2 separate regions of the Gossypium hirsutum genome follow, and region 1 is linked to region 2. Evidence: chromatin contacts called from public Hi-C data. All regions are on one chromosome and are shown on one strand. The core of a region is the stretch at or near the end of the contact, and the rest is flanking DNA. Distances in the headings are between cores, read along the strand shown. Region 1 holds the start of LOC107903631 (microtubule-associated protein 70-2). Region 2 holds the start of LOC121223713.

Region 1 (2,884 bases), core at 323-2,822, 710 kb before region 2:
TAATCTACAATTTTAAAATCATATCATACAGGTAATAGAAGGCAACCTGAAAATGAAGTTGGATAAATGGTTCATGGTGTTAGATGAGACAGCCCACCAATGACTTCCTAAAATTACTGAGCAACAAATCTCAATGATGAAACTTCCAACCAACATGACTTTGACAGAACAGTTATGTATTATGTATTTCAGCAGATTACATCCGCAAAAACCAAGAAACTATCAGAAGTTTAACATAGGTTTGCAATCAGCAATGGAGACACAGGCAGACACGAACATTTACTCATCAATTTTGCAGGATCTGCTTTTCTTCTGTAAAATAACAATTTACACTGAAATACAAACAGTCCTATCTTCCATCAATTCTTTTGTACAAGCATCATCATATCTAAACTTAAAATAAACCGTAATCTTTTCCCAAAAAAATTAAACATCCATCTAAGTGGAGGGAAAAAAAAAGGAAAACATTGGACTTTCCACACTAAGATCAGAAAATATAAAAAAGAACTAACAAATTTCCAAGATTTTCAAAATAAATTACTACTTAAATTACCACCATTATTAAAGCGTTTTCACCAATCAGTTAAACCTAATTTCTTAAATAAAATAAATACCAATGATTATATTTTTCCAAAAAAAAAAAAAGTAATCGACCTCTTCGACAGCCTTTTCTCTTTGCCTTTCAGACATCTTTAATGCTTTAATTTCTGCTTGTGCTTCTCCCAATTCTCTATCTTTATCTGTAACCCAAAACAAAAAAAAAATCAAAATTATAATTATAATTATAATAAAATAAATACATAGGGTTAATGTTAACTAAAAAGGAGCTAAATTGGGCCGAATCAAGGCGAAAAACAACTAGATCGAGCTACATTCCTCACCTCTAACTTCATTCTCCAACCGATTGAGCTCTACTTTCACCGGATCCGACCCGTGAAGCAACGTAATGAACTCATTATCCGCATCGAAGCTAGGTCTAACAGCTCTCCTCCTCGACGAACCTTTCCCTCCACTCTCCTTAAACGACGCTGACACCGTCAACGGCGGAGGTACTCCCGTCGAGCTTGACGTCACCCTCACCGGCGACTCACTCCTCGCATTGTTTCCTACCTCCACCGCTTCGCTGTCAATCTCCGCCATCTCCGATTCAAACACTTCCTCTCACCACTTCAACCCCCAAATGCAACGAAATCCAAATAAAAAATATTTCCAAAGAGAGAAGCTTGCTTCACATCTGAAACTTCAAAGTGTGATCCAAATGCTAGGGTTTTCAAATCAGTTCAAATACAGCTGTTAAACAGATTATTAGATATAGAAAAAAAAAGAGAGAGAGAGAGAATGAAGAAGAGAGAAAATAATGTTTACTGCTTTTTTTTTCTCTCTCTCTAGAATGTGGATTTAAATCTGGTTACAGTGACTACTGACAGAGTGAAGAGAGAGAAAATAGAGTAATTTAGCAAAGGAGATTAAATTAATTAATAATGGGACTAATTTAATGCAAGTGTTTTGTGTTTAGAGAAGGGAAAGACTTTGCCCGATTTTCAGCAGACAAAAAAGCGTGTAAGTTGGGGGTCTGTGTATTATCGGACGGTAAAACTTCAACTTTTAGTCGCCTTGTTTTTTTTATAAACTAGGATTCAGTTTAGGATAAACCGGGGGTGCAATACGCATAGGGGTTGCTAAAACGGTTCAGGGTGCGTAATACGCAGCAACTTTAGTAGAATCCAATTCGCAAATCTGGACGGACGCAAAATCCCGTATATATATATATGCATATAGTTTTGTAAAAAGTTTTGATAAATTATATTTAAGTTCATTAAATTATTAATAATTTATATTTTAGTTATTTAATTTTAAAAAGTTATAAAATGATTATAAAACTATTTGAAAGTTTTCATTTAAGTTATTAGGCTATTAAAATCACTGATGTATAGCATTCTTTGTTCAGATCACTTGCACCAATCAAAAGTTCTCATTCCTTCTCTTTTTTATAGTTTAGGTTTCATTAAACAACTTTGAACATCAAGAATCTCCAAACCAAAATCCAAACATCTTTCTTCTCCAATCTCTGACAATGACCGTTTAATTAAATTGGATTTTTAAGGTATGTTCCTCTATTGATCCTTCGTACCGATCATCTAATCATTACTTGAAGCTCACTAGCTAGACTTTTACGAAAAAAAAAACTTAACTATCCAATGAGTTAAATAAAATTTTTGAATAGTTCAGACATAAAATAGAACTTTCACATAATTGAGTGGTCATTTTATAACTTTTTAGGGTGACCGAAACGTAAACTTACTAATAGTTTATTGAACTTAGGTGTAATTTACCTAATTTTTTTTGAAAAAATGATCAATTTTGAAATTCAATCAATATTTGTAAAAACAAAAATTAAGTTTTTTATTCTAAATTCAATTATTAACATTAAAAAAATTTAATTTAGTATGTTCATGTAACACCCCATATCTGACTTGATCGCCGGGTTCGAGCTACAATATGTCACATTTGTTGCCAAAACAACTACAGTCATAATAGCAAAACAAATAAATAGCTTACGCATGTTATTAAGCTCAATACATAATTACAATATGTTATATAATTAAAATCAGGATTTGAACAAGCTTATGAAAGATCTTTCGATAAACTGAGGTTGGTTGATGACTAAAATGTAATACTTTTAAAATTCTCAGGTTGGCGTCGCGACATCGAGGGTATCACATCGCGGCCTTAACAAAACAGTGAATGTCGTCGCAACATCGAAGGTTCATGGTTGCGATGTCACTCTTTGTCGATTTCACGTCGCGACATTTAGGGTCTGTCGTCGTGATGTCACCTACTGTTTTGCCAATATCCATTAAACATTGATTTCAAATGCCAACAA
Region 2 (2,700 bases), core at 166-2,665:
TAATTTAATTCAAAAATAATAAATTAACAAAATGTTTAATTTAATTCAAAAATAATAAATTAACAAAATTATTAGAAACAACTTATAACATATTTAAATATTATATTTAAATTTATTTTTTATTTTATTAATACATACCATTAAGTTGTGAATTGCACGGGTTGACCGCTTAGGTAATAGGGTGATGCATTGTGTTAGTCTTGAGGCTTAGTGGCTCACTTGATACTCTTTGGTTGAATTACCCCTTCAAATATCCATGATGTTGTAATGGTCGATACTTAACTTCATTGTACTTAAAACATATTTTGTCATAGAAAAATTGAAAATGCATGTGTTAAGCACATAATCATGTTGGAGACTTGGAGTAACATAGTGTACAAGGATGCTTATAAGAGTGTTTTAAGAGTTGTGCTATCTATAATCGGTGTAGTGACCTGATTATAGATGTCATGATAGATCTCATAAGGAGGCTGAAGATCCAAGGAGAACCACCACGAGTTTCTTATGGTATGGAAACGGTAATTACAGTTTGCTCCTTCTTTGGCACTTGGTTCTGTTTCTTGTTATCACCCCCACACATCAAATCTTTTCCTTTCGGTTTAAGTAATTGACTTGTTTTACCTGGTGGTTAGATTTGGTGCATCCGTTGCGGTGTCTGCCCTATATATTTTTTTATGTTTGAGTAGGAAAAGAGGAGTGGGTACCAAAAACAGAGAGGTGATTTGCTATAAACCAAACTGTGTTCCAGAAACAGAGGGAGCTTAGCTGGTTTAAATGTTTAATTCAAACAAGAAGACCTTTTAAGTTATTAATTAATATAGGGGAGAAACAGAGGAAGTGTTTTCTCCATAAACATATCCACAACAGATAGATCCATAAACAGGGGCGTGATTAAAAAAGAACAGAAAAATCCAATCTAATCCTAAAAAGCTGTTGGTGGGTATGAAAGTAACTATTTCCTCTTACTTTTGCTTCTACAAGGTGATGGAAGTTTCTAGGAATGGCCAACAGCTATAGGTCTTTCAGCTAATCCGAGAGGGGAACGGGAGCGTTGCCTGGTGATCTCCCGAAGCACTCGTCTCATATCAGCTTGTTGCAATGACGGGTGCTTGATCTTCTCAAACTCTCGCTTTATCTTCATCACTTGGCTATGAATTGGGACGCCTTTATATCCATCTTCATCTCTTATAGCTGCTTTGTTGTTGTTGTTTTCATGGTTGATCTTCTTTTGCTCCATATTTGTAAACCTAATTCGCACCCTCTCTCTCTTTTTTTTTTTGTTTTTTTTATTTGGCAGATTTGCAAGTTGCAAATGCTGCTGCTTCACGCCCAAGGCCTTGTAGTTGTATACCTGTTTTTTTTTTTTTGGAGGGGGGAGAGTTTGAAGGGTTTATATATATAGGGTGATAATACTGAAAATGACATGATTTCTTCATGAATAGCGAGGAAAAGGAAGCTGTTTGGCAAAGGGTATGTAATTTTCGACACTTTTTTGTTTTTATTTAAAATGAGTATAGAAGTCTCTTTTCAATACTTAATTTTGTTAGCTTTCCCAAACTACCCCTTTTAGAAGACGTGATTGTTTTTATTATTATTATTTGTTTCAATGACTTGCGGGATAAGTAGGATCGTATACGGTTGATTTCGAATTTTGATACGGTAATTGTGAATGATTGTATATAGATTGTATAAATTAATTTGAATTTGAATTTGAATTTCTATTTGATTAAATGTGTAATTGGAGATATAAATTAAAATTATAAAAATAAAATTTTAATTATAATTCAAACATATATACGAATACGATATTTTAATTTAATTATATAAATTAAAAATAAATATTTATATTTAATTTTATGTTAGATATATATAATTATTTTTGTATATAATATGTAAACATCAAATATTATTATATTAATAGTAATAATAACTTCTAAATTTAGTGACAAGAATATTTGTGTTGTAACATTATAATTTGAATATTTTTACCTCAATTATTAAAAAAAGATAATAATAATGATTTGTGAGAATTAAATTAAATAAAAATTATATATCTAAAATTCACATATCAAAATTTAGGCAGTTAATATTATAGCGATGGGACCATCGTCCCATAATTAGACTAATGGCTATAAAGCTTAACGTAACTTGGGGTACTTGATGTAACAAAGATTAGGCAAATGGATATTTGGGACGTTAAAGGTAAAGGTAAAAAACATGGCATATTACCTACACTCCATCATTGCTTATTCAGCAGCCTTAATTCAAAAAGCTAAATGTAACGTTGATTTTTCATTTTCTAATTAAATTAAAGGTTGTTATAAGATAGGGTCCCCCATTGCATCTTAATCTTAAATTAATTGGGACAACACCCAAATTTTCCACATTCAAAGCCACGACAGAGCTGTCCTGTCCAAAGCCAAACGCTCTTCCACGCGGCATTTACTCAATATCTGACGAAAATGACTCCATGAGAGGAAGTTTGGCTTTCATCTTTATCACGTTTGTTTCATTTTACATTAATAGTAAGATTGGAGGTTTAGAATTTTTTTGCCATTAATATGATCAAAACAGGTAAAATCATTCAAGTTAATTTTTATAATTAATTTATACCAAGATTTAAAATTCCTTTATCATTAAGTTAACATTTATTTTTTATTTTTTTAAAAAAAATTAGAGATAAAGGGTATGAGTTGTTTA

Evidence for each region. Hi-C and Micro-C count contacts between places; a contact is called where the count stands out from the background.
Region 1: a Hi-C map of leaf shows a contact between it and region 2, with 2.0 times the contacts expected there. The contact joins the promoter of LOC107903631 here to the promoter of LOC121223713 in region 2. A contact is called at or near these places in 2 of 34 Hi-C or Micro-C datasets (callus and leaf).

What each region holds. Positions count from the first base shown.
Region 1 is chrA01:87,833,530-87,836,413 of Gossypium_hirsutum_v2.1, reverse strand. It overlaps LOC107903631 (microtubule-associated protein 70-2), which reads right to left and starts at 1,572. Exons shown (of 12, transcript XM_041077146.1): 1 at 882-1,572; 2 at 655-740. The coding sequence starts at 1,140.
Region 2 is chrA01:87,119,448-87,122,147 of Gossypium_hirsutum_v2.1, reverse strand. LOC121223713 reads right to left here and starts at 1,415. Exons shown (of 1, transcript XM_041105959.1): 1 at 778-1,415. The coding sequence starts at 1,237. The coding sequence ends at 995.